Regions from separate parts of the Zea mays genome. Here regions 1, 3 and 4 are each linked to region 2. Evidence: chromatin contacts called from public Hi-C data. All regions are on one chromosome and are shown on one strand. The core of a region is the stretch at or near the end of the contact, and the rest is flanking DNA. Distances in the headings are between cores, read along the strand shown.

What was found. A called contact is a pair of places that touch in the nucleus more often than the background predicts.
Region 1: a contact with region 2 is called in a Hi-C map of leaf, with 2.9 times the contacts expected there. The contact joins the enhancer-like site here to the promoter of LOC103650275 in region 2. A contact is called at or near these places in 2 of 25 Hi-C or Micro-C datasets (leaf and tassel).
Region 3: a Hi-C map of ear shows a contact between it and region 2, with 3 times the contacts expected there. The contact joins the promoter of mbd105 here to the promoter of LOC103650275 in region 2. A contact is called at or near these places in 7 of 25 Hi-C or Micro-C datasets (bundle sheath, ear, endosperm and 2 more).
Region 4: a Hi-C map of leaf shows a contact between it and region 2, with 5 times the contacts expected there. The contact joins the promoter of LOC100193531 here to the promoter of LOC103650275 in region 2. A contact is called at or near these places in 15 of 25 Hi-C or Micro-C datasets (bundle sheath, ear, endosperm and 4 more).

The regions. Positions count from the first base shown.
Region 1 is chr3:110,951,558-110,955,739 of Zm-B73-REFERENCE-NAM-5.0, reverse strand. No RefSeq gene overlaps it. Among protein-coding and RNA genes, the nearest start is that of LOC100193531, 49 kb to the right of the region's middle. Within about 2 kb of position 2,374, at least 4 of the 20 cell types and tissues checked have an H3K27ac peak or open chromatin away from gene starts, as enhancers often do. A contact at or near this core is called in leaf, where this site is marked.
Region 2 is chr3:111,305,215-111,309,454 of Zm-B73-REFERENCE-NAM-5.0, reverse strand. LOC103650275 (ubiquitin carboxyl-terminal hydrolase 8) reads left to right here and starts at 2,084. Exons shown (of 13, transcript XM_008675884.4): 1 at 2,084-2,382; 2 at 2,495-2,722; 3 at 3,718-3,853; 4 at 4,000-4,059; 5 at 4,142-4,234. The coding sequence starts at 2,255.
Region 3 is chr3:111,780,697-111,784,707 of Zm-B73-REFERENCE-NAM-5.0, reverse strand. mbd105 (methyl binding domain 105) reads right to left here and starts at 1,546. Exons shown (of 3, transcript NM_001111704.2): 1 at 1,352-1,546. The coding sequence starts at 1,426.
Region 4 is chr3:110,902,436-110,906,173 of Zm-B73-REFERENCE-NAM-5.0, reverse strand. LOC100193531 reads left to right here and starts at 1,336. Exons shown (of 6, transcript NM_001366963.1): 1 at 1,336-1,803. The coding sequence starts at 1,729.

The sequences.
Region 1 (4,182 bases), core at 1,125-3,624, 350 kb after region 2:
ATGAACTGAACTACCCCACTCATGACTTGGAATTGGCAGCCGTTGTGCATGCGCTTAAGATTTGGAGACATTATATCATGGGGACCAAGTGTCAAGTATACACGGATCATAAGAGTTTGAAGTATATATTCACTCAGAAGGATCTCAACCTTAGGCAACACCGTTGGTTGGAGCTTATTAAGGATTATGATTTGGAGATTCACTATCACCCGGGCAAGGCAAATTTGGTTGCAGATGCCTTGAGTCGGAAGGAGCATGTTCACTCCGCTTTCGTTGTCTAGCTACCTAATGAATTAGCAAAAGATTTTGAGAGACTCAACCTGGGAATTGTTACACATACGGAGGGAGTTACTATTGAATTGGAACCTACCTTGGAGCAAGAAATTCGTAAAGGTCAGGTTGGTGATGCTAAAATCCAGGAGATCAAGGATCTGATAACAGAAGGTAGAGGCCCGGAATTCACAGAGGATGAGCAAGGCACGATATGGTTCAAGAATCGGATCTGTGTTCCCGATATTGATAGTCTTCGGGAAACCATATTGAAGGAGGCACATGATTCAGTTTATTCTATCCATCCTGGGAGTACCGAGATGTATCAGGATTCGAAGCAGAAATACTAGTGGTATGGATTGGAAAGAGATGTGGCTGCACATGTGGCTATGTGCGATGTGTGTCAAAGAGTTAAGGCTAAACACGAGAGACCAGCTGAACTATTGTATCCACTAAAGATACCCGAGTGAAAGTGGGAAGAGATTGATATGGACTTCATTACTGGATTGCCTCAAAAGGATATGATTCTATATGGGTTATTATGAATAGACTGACCAAAGTGGCTCATTTCATTCCGGTCAAGACTACTTATAAGTGATCTCAATTGGCTGAGTTATATATGGCCTGGATTATGTCACTACACGGTGTATCGAAGAAGATCGTTTCAGATAGAGGATTATAGTTTACCTCTAGATTTTGGAAAAGTGTTCATGAGAATATGGATATGAATTTGAATTTTAGTTCGGCCTACCATCCTTAGACTGATGGACAGACTGAAAGGACTAATCAAGTATTGGAAGACATGTCGAGAGCTTGTGCCCTTCAGCATGGTAGTAGTTGGAACAAGAGTCTACCTTATGCTGAGTTCTTAGGCCAGTCTGAAGATGTCACCGTTCGAGGCTCTATATGGCAGGAAGTGCAGGACTCCTCTATATTGGGATAAGACTAGAGGAAGATAATTCTTTGGACCTGAACTTGTTCAAGTGGCAGAAGAACAAGTCTATATAATCAGGAAGAACTTGAGGGTAGCTCAGACCAGGCAAAAGAGCTACGCTGATAATAAAAGAAGACCACTGGAGTTTGAGGAAGGTGATCATGTGTACCTCAAGGTTTCACCACTTCGTGGAATGAGGAGATTCAAAGTCAAGAACAAATTGTTCCCTCACTTTATTGGACCATTCATAGTTTTTTTAGGCGAATTGGAGAGATGGCCTATCAACTCGAGCTACCTGTTAATCTATCTGATGTGCATAATGTGTTTCATGCGTCACAACTTAAGAAGTGTCTCCGTGTCCCTGAGAAACAGTTACCAATGGAAGAGCTCAGTGTTCAGGGTGATTTGGCTTATACGGAATATCCTATTAAGATTATTGATACTTTGACTCGAGTTACAAGAATAAAGTGATAAAAATGTGCAAAGTGCAATGGAGTCACCATAGCGAAGATGAAGCATCATGGGAAGAGAAAAGGAGCTTCGTATAGATTTTCCCATCTTTTCCCTAGTCCTTCCTAAATCTCGAGGACGAGATTCTTTTTAAGGGGGGTAGGATTTGTAATACCCACTTGATAAGAAAAGTCTAAAAGGAGAAATTATATTACTTTATATATATGTGTGTGTTGTCCCTATTTATTATTTCATGTGAACACCTCATAAAAATGCTTAATAAAGGACATGCCATTAAATTGCGCATCATGATGAGTTTTGGTTGTTTGTGCACTTAATTAGAATAACAATAATATGAATTAAAATATAATAATAATGAGAAGAGGATTTGAAGTAAAACCTAAATTTAGATTTGGGTTGAAAATGTAGAAGGAAAGAAAAGAATATTATACAAAACCAAAATAAAATTTATAAATACACAAATGCATCTCATTTTGGGTATGTTCAAATTGCACCTTTGATTTAGGGGCAAACTCGACACAAGATGGGAATTTAAATTTGAAGTGGAAATTGAATTAGGAAAAAGAAATCAGAAAAGGAAAAGAAAAGCCTGTTGGGCTGGAATAACTGTTTTCGGCCCATTCTTCTCCTGAGCCTGCACAGCCCAGACCCTAGAACGTCGCTGACCTGTGGGCCCTTTTTGTTGCGCACTCTGGTTGCCTGCATACTCACTTACAGGTGAGCCCTGAAGCACAGCTTCATCTCCTTCCCACGGAGTGATCACGGCTGGGTCGTGCGTTGAACGGCCTTCGCGAAATCGTTGGGATCCTTCCGGAATTAGCGCTTCCTGGGTCCTGGCACTTTTCCGTGGACGCCATGATCCAGCCGCCACCGACTCGTGGGTCCCACACGTCGGCTATTCCTGCAATCTCGGCGGGCTCCCAACAGAAACTGCGGCGGCCGAGCTCAACGGCTCACGCCTATTTCTCCGGGAGATTTCGTCGTCTGCACCCCTCCATGTAGGGTATATCTACTATCACAACCTCGAGGTCTCCTCGTTTTGAATCACCAGGGGGCTGGACCAGTGATGGTGAGTGTCGTGAGGCAATATCGGGCTGCTGCCGCCGTCAGTGTTGCGGTGAAACGCCACCGGGAACCTGGGGGGAAACAGCGTCAGGACAAGTTCTACCAACTAGCCAGGGCGCTTGTGTATTGGAGTCATACGGCGTTCAGGCTGCTCCAGCTGACGCGCGGTTCCGCTCCTCCCTGGCGGCGTACTCGGTGCTCGACCTCGGCGGGTGCACGCTCCAGCCGTGAAGTTCCCCTGCTGCGCGCCGAAGCCGGTATGGGATCCCATCTCCTACTCGCTCTGTTCTTATGCTCAATAGCAACTGGTGTGGCTCAATCTAGGGGGATAGGCTGCTGTGTATTGCTCCTTGGAGCAGGCGGGCGCCGCGGCGCTACCGCTCGCCATGGGCGGAAGGTAGACGAAGGATGGGTGCCGGCCTGGGTAGAAGATGACTGACGGCGCGCCTTCCATTGATCTTTAAATCAACGGTCAGTGATAGATGTGTGTGTTTCTCTCTCACATAGCCTCATCCGATCCATCGGTTTGGATTAGGTTGGGGTCTACGGGAGCGATGAAGTCGTTCCAGCCGTTTGATGCGATCGAGCGATCTCGGTGGAAGTCCAATTCATTAAAATCGGTCCGTTGATTCCTAATCTGGTGGTCGCTACTTCATACCGGTTCGGGATGGGGAAATCTAATCTTGGCCATCGATATCAGATCGTGCGGCCAGAATCTCTCCGTACCTCTTTGCCATGGCAGAATAGCACAAGAGACCCTCCACTTTTCCAAAACCAACCCGCAGTCCTAGCGGGGGAGTTCTGAGTCTGCGTAAGCTTTATGTTTAGCCCCTGATCTTGGTGATATTAGTAGCCGCAGTCCAACAGCAGGAAGTAATTCTAAATTTAATCCGAAAATCGAATTTTAGTACAAAACTTAATTCAAAAGCTTAGTAAATCCATAACTCCTTTGTTTCAACTCCAAATTAACCCGTTCAAATTGCATTAGCTTCATAATAATATTAACTACACAGTAATATTATTATTTGTGCCATATTACTTACTTGTATAATTAGATATTGTTTAAACCTAGGTTTAATAGACTAATCTCCTTAATCGAAGGTGGTTTGTCTATGATTATGATCTAACTAAAATATGTCTCTACTCAAATATAATATAGATTAGAGTTATTTATGTAATATCTTTATCACATGATTCATAAAATCAACATAAAGATCTGTAACTAATTGTTCAATCGAGTAGGTCCTCCGAAAAACCATATCTTTTAACCGTAACTCTGATCGTAGTAATTCTCGAACCCACGATCTCGTAGCGACGCGTAGATCAGTATTATTCGTTTTGTACTTATGTTTGGTGTGATGTTAATTTTATCTATATCATGTTTGCTTGTATTGCTACGACTAGCGCGAGGACACGTGTCATCTGAAAGGCAAGTTGGTACC
Region 2 (4,240 bases), core at 835-3,334:
CCGGGTGTGACAGCTGGACCGTCCGCGACTGCTTTATCTAACATCTGACGATGCATTTAATGCACTTATAGTCATTGATATAACCGTTGTTGTTGATCGTTGCGATTTCCGTCGTTGATGTGCAGGGGCGGACCGTTTGGGCCAGGAGCGTGGACCGTCTGCGGTTGGTAGAATGTGGGCAATGACTAGGAAATGGTTGATGGCTATAAATACAAACCCCAACCACCTCCATTCATTCCATCCAAGCATTCCATTCATCCTTATTCAATACAAGAGCAAGCATTTCATCTCAAGACACATTCAAAGCTCCCAAGCTCTTCCAAGTGCCATAATTGTGACTGGTGATCATTAGTGATTATTGCCCTAGAAAGTCTAGAGAGAGTATGGTCTTGTGTTTTTATTGTTGCTTGGCTTTCTTAATTGTGCTTTCTTCGTCTCCTTCTAAACTCTCAAGTGACTTGTAAATCTAGCAAGAGACATATAATAGTGTGGTGATCCTTGTGGGGTCTAAGTGATCCTCGAGATTAAGGAGAAGCACTCAACCGGTCTAAGTGACCGTTTGAGAGAGGGAAATGGTTGAAAGAGACTCGACCTACATGGCCTCCTCAACGGGGAGTATGTTCTTTGGAATTGAACCTTGGGAAACAAATCGTTGCGTTCATTTGTGTTGATCATTACCTTACTATTTGATTCTTTCTGTCCCCTCTCTCTAAGTTCTCTTGCTTGCAATCTTTTTGAGTTAGTTCCCAAAGTTATCCATATTGATTGAGCAACTCATAGCAAGAAGAACTCTCTTCCGCACACCGATTTCATCTAACCCTAACCCCAGGTGAAGTTTGTATTCAAAGTTTATAAAACTCTAAGTTCTCTAGGTGACTTTCAGCCCTTCCCTCAGCGCACTCTTTGACTGGCAGGTCCTAGGGACAGGGGATCATTTCCCCGACACTATGTTATTAATTTGAGTGGGACCGTCTTATTTTTCTCCTTTTGTTTTATCTCTAATCCGCAACACGACTTGAAAATTATGACCTCGTGAGCGACAACAACTTTCAACCTGGTGAGCTGCATTGGTCTTTTGATTTGCTGCCACAATTGTTTAGTTGTGAGTTTTGCATGTGCGGCCGTTCATTACATCAACAGTTGTTTAATCGCTAGCTGCGCATGCGCAGAATTATTTTTTCACGATGGAATTGGTGTAGTGGATTTAAGAAGCTTCATAAAAAGTTGCCAAATGTAGGGATGTTTTAGAGAAATTTAGGGTGTTTTGTAAATTTAGGATGTGTTTTACATAACTATTGGAAAAACGTTTTTCTTAACAACTCCGTATAAATCAATATTTAGGAAGTGTTTTACGTAACTACCAGAGTTGCTTTTAGAAGGGTTAAAACTAGACTAAGAATTAGCTGCCTCGTTGCATATCTTACTATGGTAATAAATCACGGTTCAAACATTTGTCCACGATCTATTTAGACCTTTAATTAATTTTAATCTAAAAATTAATATAATATAATTCTTATATTTTAAATAGTGTAAAATTTAGAGCCTATGCTGAGCGCATATATTTGGACGCGGAAGCATGTTCGTGGACACGCTCATTCGTGGAAAAGGTCATTTTCTTGTTAAGATAGCACGCTTAGGCGGAATCGATCACACGGCGCGACATCTATCCATCGTTTGGACACCACCACAGGTTATAATCACACGGGAAGCGGGTCAAGCACTGTAGGCATGTTTGGTTCGTGGCTAACTATGCCTCACTTTGCCTAAGGTTAGTCGTCCGAATTGAAGAACTAACCTTAGGCACAAAAGTTAGGCAAAGTGTGGCAAGTTAGGCAGCAAACCAAACATGCCCTGTATCTGCGTATCTGCGAGATAGGCATGACACGTGAACGAAAGCACGACGCCAGGATATACTACCTCTGACACGTAGGCCCGGCCCAAACGAATCCCTTTTCCGGATCCAAACGCGATGCTGATCGATCCGATCTGACGAGCCACCCCCACGGCCCCACCCCACGCACGCGGCTCCGGCCTCCGGCTGCTTCCTCACCAGCACCACTCGGCAGACCAACACAGGCAGGCGCCTTCTTGTTCACTTCAGGCCCAGCACGCCCCCACCCCCAAGCCCGCTCGCTCCCCTCCCACACGCATCCCTTCCCCTCCCCTCCTTTCCCCTTTCCGTTTCCAGTTCCGTCCCGACGACGATCCCAGCCCCTCGCCCCGCCGCCGCGCCCGCTGCGGAGCTCGGGCCGCAATGCCCGCGCCCCCGGACCCGCCGCCGCTCCCGCCGCTGGACCCGTCGGATCCCGCCGCGGCCACACCGCCCGCCGCCGCGGCCGCCGATGAGGAGGAGGACGACCGCGTCTTCCTTGTGCCACTCAGGTGAGCGCACGCACCCCGTAACCCTAGCCCGCTGCCCGCCCGATCCTGGGTGGGTGGCGCGTCCGGCAGGCGCAGGCACGGCCTCGTGACGACATAGCGATGGGTGACACAGGTGGTGGAAGGAGGCGCAGCAAGGGCTGGCGATCAACGTGCCTGGTCTGCCCTACGCGGCCGCGCCTGCTGGACCTACCTCCTACGGCATGAGGGTGCTCAGCATGTTCCTCTCCGACCAAACATACACCCTCCGCCGCGCCGACGAGCTCTTGCAGCAGACCGCCTCCTTCGCCGCCAGGAGCTACGCGCTCCTCCCGGCCGACCTGTTCTCAAAGGCACGGGAATGGTGAGACGACCGTCTCCCTGTTTTTCTTGTGTTCCTTCTCATTACTCTTCTTCCTTTGAATGGCTGTATGATAGGCAATGCCTCGAATTCCCCACGAGTTTCATGTCTGAGCGGGCGTAGTACTCAGCAATGCGTAGGATGATCAGCTCATATTGACCTACATGCCTAATGACAGGCCTAGGTGATTTTAGGTAGTCAGCTGCCTGCAATTCTGCACACCACGATGGTAACCCTGATATACGATTTCGTACATCGAATATGACATTCCTAGGTTTTCAAGGCGTTAGACTTGCTGCTGGGTACAAGTGAGGAGGATGATCTAGGGTAACTGTTCATTTTCACGGCGGCGCCGGTTGCCGACGATTGGTTAACGTGCATGTTGTTCGCGCGGCAACGAGAGCTGTTTTCCGGTTGGATGGATGTGAATCCCTACATGTTAGTGTTCGGTTATTCCGACATTCTAGTAACGGCTGCATTTAAGGAGTTTCCAAAAGGAGCCCATAGTGCAACGCTGGAAGCCTTCTTCCTTTGCTGAGCTGTGCAATAAAGCACTGGTTCTTTCCTCACGTGTCAGTACTTTGAACGCCGATGTGGTCAACGCAAATGCAAAGCTTGTGGTGTATTAATAGGCTGTAGTTGCTCCAACTCCAAAGTTTAAGTTGCCTTGAAGGGGTGCATCAAAGGCTCAAGCAACTCAGAGCAAGAAATCTGGCGTTGCCCTGTGGCCTTCACCAGGATGGATGGCTGCTGACAGTAAGAAATATTGTGCTACCTCGCGGAACATTTTGAAGTCTAGGACAACTGAAACATATCTTTCTGACTGGAAGAAACCCTTTGGATTTTAGTAACATCTTATTAATGCAGTGTTGCATTGTATAGTTATCTTAAGGCTAGCGGTCTTTAAACTATATATGATCAGCTGCCTGAGTTTAGTTCTCATTTATTTCTTTTACTTACATGATGATTTGACTATTTTCTTATTTTTTTCCTTGCAGGTATATTGTGCCTGCCAAGTCTGCAGTCAAAAACGTGTCACCAGCTGGAGAGGGCTCAGTAAATATTTACCCCATAATGCTAAGAGTTTCAGCCAGCAGAGATACATATACACTAACCGTGAAGATCGGCAAAAAGGTGCACACAAAGTACTTGTATTCTTGTAGTTTGCAAGAGTTCTCTCTTTTTTTTTAAAGAAAGTTTGTTTACTTAATGATCTTAACCATTCCCTTTTAAGCAATGTATCTTAACTTTGTGTTTTCCCCTCATTTTGATACACTCAGGACAACTCAACTGAGAACTTTAAGAGAGCATGCAAGATCCTGACTGCAGACTCTGAGCCGGTATTCCTATGAGAATTCTTTTGCCCACTTACTAGTAATGGTAAATAGCCGAAGTTATTTTTCTTGTATTGCATGTTTGCAGGTTCACATATGGGATTTCTCTGGGCGAACAACATACATAGTTATGACTGAACTGAACCGGTCGCCCCATGACTCAAAATCTGCAGATCAGGAGGTATCT
Region 3 (4,011 bases), core at 297-2,796, 480 kb before region 2:
GATCATCTAATAATCAACATCAAACTGGAATTGTGTAGGACAAACCCCAATTACAGCAAATCAACAGCTTAAAGCTGCAGAACATTCTCCATTCCAGATTCTCTACACATATACTACTAGTAAAGCAATGCTAACCACCTGAATCCGAAGTAATTGCTGAAGCATTGGAAGTCAGGACGAAAAAAAGTTAACCCACCATCTAATAACGAACAATCGAAGATCCAATTAGAAATCAGGGGCTAAAGCTCTAGTAGAAGTGACTGGCTGATTGCCAAAGTTCCAAGCTGCAGGAGATTCCCCATTCCAGCTTTCACTACGAACATACTGCTACTCAAGTAACATCAACCATTAATCTAAAGTAATGGATGAAGCATTTCAAGCCGAAACAGAAGAAAACACTGGATCATATAACCTATCATAAAGAAAACAAGGTCCAACTCGAAATGGGTAGGCTAAAGCTCCTATTGGCAGCGTTTGCTATAGCTCTAAGCCGCAGGGGATTCCCCATTCCAGCCTCATTACAAGCACACAACTACTCAGACAGAATCAGCTCCAAGCTGAAGGGGATTCCCCATTCCAGCCTCACTACAAAGCACACAACTACTCAAGCAGAATCAACCGCCTAAATCTGAAGTAATACCTTCTGTACGAAAAAGGAACTGCAGCATTTCAGTCCAAACGAAAGAGCTGTAACTCCTAACCAATCATCAAATGACCAATATGAAATTTGGAAACCGATGGGCCAAACCCTACCACCCCTAATTGCAAGAGCCCCAGCCTACAAGTAGCAAGACACTAGCAGCAAACGTAGTGCAGCGAGCAAACAAAGAAAGTAAACAGCGACATATCACGGCCAGATTTAGGAATCTTCCCCCGGTTCAGCTAGCCCCCCGACAGTCCCTAATCCTAATCGAGCGCCCCAGTTACGAATCTTCACAGTACAGACCGGGCATGGGGTCCGTAGCTCACCTACGGACCTACACCCAACACGGAGCAGAGAGCTCAAGCAGTCGTGGGCCTCGTGGCCGAGCTCTGGACGCACCTACTCCGAGCTGAAATCGAGGTCCAGAACCTCACGGGGCCACGAATCCCAGCTGGATGGCGGTGGTAGGCCGGGGGCAGCGTCGCAAACCCTAGAGCCCCAAATCCGGAACTGGGAGGCTCTCGAACGCCAGACCGGCACCGCGGGAACCCTAGAACTCGGCGCGAATTAGCGGCCGGGAACCGGAATTCCGCTCCCCGGAAGCTTATTGACCCCCGAATTGGACGCGGACGAGGCAACTCGAGCGAGCGAGCGAGCAGAGAGACAGGCAGTCAGGCGGTCGGGCAGCAGGTCGTCGTGACCCCCTACCTTCTTGGTCCACCCGTCGGGTGCGGGCATCTCGACGGACACGACCTCCGCCGGCTGCTCTCCGGGCGTCGCCATGGTGGTGGGTGTGCGTTATCCCTAGCGCTAGCTGCTCCGTCCCGCTCAGCTCTTTGCTCTCGCTCTCGCTCTCGCCACCTGTTGGTTGGTGTTGGTGGTGGTGCAGGTGGGGAGGGAGGGGGCAAACGACGGCCGCGTGGGGATTTAATTTCCATTATTATATAATGTATATATATAATGTGTGATAAAAATAAATGTACCCCACCCCTTGGACACATTCGCCGCCGGACGCTGACGCGTGGGTCAGCGCGTTCTAAGCAAAAGTGGGACCGGGGTGGCAGAGAGCGCGGAGGGAGGGGCCGTTGGCACGGCGTCGGGACGGACGTGGGGGAACCGCCATGCGCTGCCGACGGCGTGGGGCTCAGCCGCGTGCCGCGTGGGCGTGGTTCGTGCACCGTTAGGCAGCGCGGGGCCCGAGCAGCTGCGGGACGGTCCGCGTGGACCTTGCGCGGGGAGGCAACGTGAGGGCCGGATGCCGGGACTGAGAGGCTGGACAGCAAACTGGATTGAACTTCGCACTGGTGGAGTCCGCGGGAGCGGGAAACCGGAGCGGCGAAGCCGGCCAGCCGGGAGGGAGCCTCTCTCTCGCCCCCTCGGGGGCTGTGCGCCAGCCACGTGGCAACCTCGGCGCGGATAACCCGAATAGAACGGATCGGTGCGGGCGCGGCCGCCGTGCATCCGGCGCACGTGACGGGCTGCGGGCCGCAGGGCGGAACGCGGGGTGACGTCTGACGTGGACGCCTCGCAGCGCAACGCACGCGCGCCTCGTGGGCCGTGTCGTGTCACCGCGAGCGCTCACGTCTCTCTCGTTTCAATCATATAAACTCATCTCTACTGTCTATTAAGAGGTTAATGTAGACCACAGGCGTACCCCGCTCCATCCTCTGCACGCATGCAGTCCTCTACACGCATGCACTAAACCCGCACACGCATCACACATGCAAGTATGCAACTAAACTAGCGCATGCAACCATGTATGCAAACGTCTCCGCTCGATGCAAAGCTTGCATGTGCGCAGCCGTGCAAGTATGTAAATGTGAATGACATTTGAACCATGGTTATTTGCTTTAAACTCGCATCTATTTAGTGAACATGACACACATATTTTTTGTTTTAAATTTTATACTCAAGTATAATATAGACTGTTATAAAAAATAGGGAAAAATTAAAACCGGATCGTGTTCCGGCCAACCATGTTACTTTTTACGTGAGTTTGCTACCTCGATGCTCTGTATGATTTTCTTTGTGTTTAATATCAATTATAACTACGCTAACTAATTTTTAGTTGTTTTGTACCGAAAATATAGATTGGTCAAGTCGTTTAGTAAAACAACATATCACACATACTTGCAAATTGTTTTCGCATCATAATGAATTATATATCTATATGCAAATTAGCAACTCAATTTTTAGAATAGTTCATAGCCATCGGTTCAGAACTTTATGCGAAAGAATGTTGGCTCTATGTCTGCTTATACGAAAGAATGTTGTCTCTTCCCGTTCCTATAGGAGGGTGAAATAAGTTTTACTAGCAGCGTCGTACCGGAGGTGCCAGTAGCCTCAGTTTGCCAGTCGCTCCTCAAGATGGCCTCACTGGCAGCAAAATATTCTCTGATGAGTTGACTCGCGTGCTTGACTGGGATTGTACTTTATCTCTTCTGTCAGCTAAGCTCTTGTGAATTCCTCCGGCATCAATGTTAGCACGATGGTTCGCCCAACCGAGCATGTCGCCAGTCCACGAAACTATATAGTTGGGGAACCTCACAGGTAAATTCATGGCACTGGTTGTTGGTTTTAATAGTGAAATGTCATCCTAACCATTTAACTAGCTATACCCAACACATTATGTATTTATTTCTCTAAATATTGTCAGCTGCTCTCCAATACAAATTACATGGTTGCCTCATGGTCTATGTAAGGAAACCTTGTTTTTAGAGGATCCATCTTTAGATAGGTTGAATATTGTAATATTATTTGTCTTTATATAAATAATGTAGAAATCATGCCAAAACACATTTCCCCACAACATAAAAGATAAGAGGGCCATATTTGTGAGCTAAAATAATTTTGATAGTCATAACTCACCATCTCCTTTCGATAGCCTTAGGATCTCCTTTTATAATTTTGACCCTACAATGCAAAATTGTTCTATGGAGGTCATGGTATATCATCATATCATGTATTCAACTTAGGGTTTGCCTATTTCGATTAATAGTTACATTGAACCAAATTTGTTATGATTGTTGAGTTGATTCTTGATATATAGCATCACTAAACAATGACTTATGTGTATACAAGTGTCCCCCATTGCAACGCACGGGTATATAGCTAGTTTCTTTTTAAGCAGTCCCCTCTTCGGTTAAAAAAATGAACTCCTGTTTTTTTTATTAGTTGATTTCTTTTATGCTTTGATAAAAATATATACATAAAACAACTATTATCTCTGGTGAGTATTATTGCATTAAATGACGGAATATATCTCGACTCAATAGAAAAGTTGTAGATATATATATTAAAACCATTCAAACTTTAAAAAAAGATTAAACTTCTTCCGGATGATACTTATGATGTATTTTTATTTGGAA
Region 4 (3,738 bases), core at 87-2,586, 400 kb after region 2:
TCGCGAGATCAGGGACGGTGAGGGAGGAGGTAATGGACTATAAATAGCTAAATAAGTTATGTCTAACGGGCTGGCCTAAGGTACGATCCATTTAATAGTGCCACGACCTGGCCCGATATGATTTAAAGTGGCTTGTGCCATGCCTGGACCGTCTTCTCTCAGCCCGCAGTGTCAACTCAGTCTGTCACGATTTATTTAATTTTAAAATTATTAGTATATACATTTATAATACCTAGGAGAAGGTGGTTTGTTATAAGAGGTGGTAGTTTGTTCCTTGTGACCTAGGTTCAAACCCTAGCGAGCACATAATTTTTTGGATTTTTCACGGGTGCGTGCGGGGAGATTGTTTTTCGTAGGCGGGAAGCGAACAAGCGCGTGTTTGGTGGAAAATGACACATAAAGAAACCCCCATATAACTACACATAACGACACACGTCGACGGTAGATTGTGGGTTAGATAAAAATGAGTAGAAGTACTTTTTTGCAAATGACATGGCGGTGGAAACAAAAAAACTGATGCTTCATAGGGATATAAGTATGTTAATTTAAAAAAAATCTTTATATGACATTGTAATTTTGTTCAATACCTTATTTATTATCACAAATGTCTTAAAATAATTATTTAAGATATTTGTGATGGCAAATAAGGCACTGAACAAAATTTCAGTCTAGAAAATTGCCCCTCAACTTTACTACATAACCAAAAGGAACCAATCATGATTAAAAGAACAGCTCCAAGAGAGTGCCGAGATTTGACTGGAGGTCATGTTCAATTGACTTGTCATGATTTATTTACTGTAAAGTGGAAAGACCTCTCTTTTTACGAAACTTTGCTGTCAACGCAACCGTCAAGAATCAAGAAACCGGTATGCTGGCCTCCAGCAGACTGTAGCAGTGGAAATTTAGTGACTGTGTATAAACAATTCAGAGACTGAATGCGTATGCAGATCTTTTTGCAGGTGGACAATTTATGAGAGGAGAGCAGAGTACGGATCATTTAAACTCAAAATAAGTAAGCACACGTCTCGAAAATAATATTGAATATTTATATCTTCAAATAAATTTATTATAGAAGTATATTGTATAATCAATCTAATAATATTTGTTATGTATCATAAATAATAGTATTTTTTATAAGTTTAGCGTTTTGACCTCGAAGATATGCATTTATTTTGGTAGTTAGAGAGTACATGTTTGCAAGATAGACAGATATATGCAAGGTAGGAGTGTATCTTCCACCCACTCATTGTAGCAATCATGGCATTTCCCCTCTCTCTCTCTCTACCCAGCATATTGCTGCTCCCACACACACACACAAGGCCACCACAACAAATAAAAGCACTGCTGCTTGCCAGTATTGCTTTGCTTTGCCTTGCTTGCCCCCACACGCCCTCTCTCTCCTCTCTCTCTCTCAAACCGAAAAGAAAAGAGGAAAGTGGGATAGCTCAATCTCTTCTTCCTTCGTCATTCCTCTCCCGTAGGTTCTCTCTCCCTCCCTCCCTCCCTCCCTCCCTCAGCACACATAAACTCGAGATACACATATATATCAGTAGGAGAGGATGGATGTGCAAACCTAGCCTGCTGCCTTTGTAGCTGCAAATTAAATTGAGCTGTACCTGTTGGTCTTCCTCCTCGCTCTTCTTGGTTCTCGCTGGTTGCCGGGAGCTGGGATCGAAAGTACTGCTGTTGTTCGCACGGCGAGGCGGCGGCGGAGACCGGTCAGAAGGAATGTCTTCGGCCCAAATCGCGCCGGCAGATCATGTGTGCTATGTGCACTGCAGCTTCTGCAACACAGTTCTCGCGGTATGTAAGCTGATCTATCTGTATGTATCTCTATGTTGCCTGCTGCGGATCGATGATCTCTCTCTGTACCACTTTCTCTCTCTCTCTCCCTCTGTATCTGATGATCAGTGATTGCCTGCGTGAGAACCACCCTAGCTCATCATCAGTTCATCACCACACAATTGGCATGTTCCACCTTCATGATCTACTTGCTACACTCTTCCAATTGCTTTTCTTGCTAGCTGCTCTTGTTGAGGCTTGAGAGTCGTCGACCTTTATTTCTCCGAATTATACCAAAAAGAGCAGCCAATTGGCTTTCTTCACGATTTTCCCTCTTACATCTGCTCCTTCAGTTTCTTCAAATTTAGTTCATGTTTTTCTATTTGGATCTCCCACTTTATCTGTTCTTCGATTTCTTTGTTCCTTCAGAAAGAAAGTTTTCTATCGTTTGAGGCCAGGTGCATCGATCGATCGGTCAATTTGCTGGATGTCGTTCGATTTGAATATGTACTTCTGAAAGTTCTCAAGATTTGTTTATTGGTTGCTCTCTGTACTGTACTTCTGTATATGATATTTTTTGGGGCGGATACGACAAAATTCCTGCATTGTCCTCGTGTGTTGCACCCACTTGATCGAATCCCTTGTTTTTAATAACCTCAAACTGGTGGGAAACAGTACGCATGTGCCTGAATTTTACTTGACTGTGCCCTATCATCCGTAAGGGCTAGTTTAGACTCTCAAATTCCCGCCAATATTGATCGAAGAGGATTGAGGGAGAAAACTAGCCAAGGGCCAGTTTGGTGGCAAGGGAATTGGAAGTGATTAAGGGTTGATTTGGTGCCAAGGATCACGGGAGATTAGTGCGGATTGACAGGGAAATTAGTTCATTTTTACCTCCAATCCTTCGTGATCTCCTTGTTACCAAATTAACTTTAAGAGATAGTTTGGAAACTCAAATCCCCTTTGGGATAGAAAGGGATTGGAGAGGAAATTAGTTTATTTCCACCTGAATCCCCTCCGATCCCAAAGGAGGTTTGAGGTTCCCAAAGTAGCCTTAAGTGTACTAAAATCTCCTCCCAATTCAAAATTAAATAGGAATGAAGGGGGATTTTAGCCTCCTCAATCCCCTTCAATTCTCTTCCTCCCAAATTAGCCCTAAAGGAGTTTTATCCTCTGCTACTTGTTGGGGATAATTGCAGGCACCTGCATATACCAAGAGGTTTAAAAAAACATTTAGTTTCGTTTAGGTCCAGTTCTCAATTTGAGTTTACCGAGAGGTCTTCAAGTTTTTCATGAAAATTCATATATGTTTACGAGTATACAATTTTAATTTCCCATAATTATCAACATGGAATGATAATAATCATTTGTGTGTGTTATGGAACCTCTTTTGAAGTTATTAGTTAAGAGCATATCCCTGCAGCTCCTGCTGCTTTGCTTTATCTTATTGCATAAAACCCTTGTGCATGCACCTCCAAAAAGAACTTATTACCTTAACAAGGGAAAATCAATTGGTTCTAATTAACCTAGCTAGCTGCCAATTCTCAATCAGCTACCCAAGTTTATACCACATTATGACAGTATATTTCTTTATAGATGTATAATGTTGAGATATTCAATAAGTGATGAATTCTTGTAGGCAGTATTCTGTTAATCCATTTATAATTGTGCATACAGTACTTGCGTGTACAAGTACAACCGACAATGGAACCCAAATTAATAGAGTAATAGAGAGATGGGGATCTTGTTTTTTTATCACACACATGCTTTATTTCCATGTATGTACATATATCAGCTTGACTATATGTGATTGTACTCATATGTGTGGATCAATATGGCAACTTGTATTCTTGCTTGGTTGCTAATAATGCATCACAATTTTAAATACTTGTCATTGATTCCATTGATTTTAAAGCTCAATAGGCATGAAGACTGAAAGTTGCTGGCTGAAACACT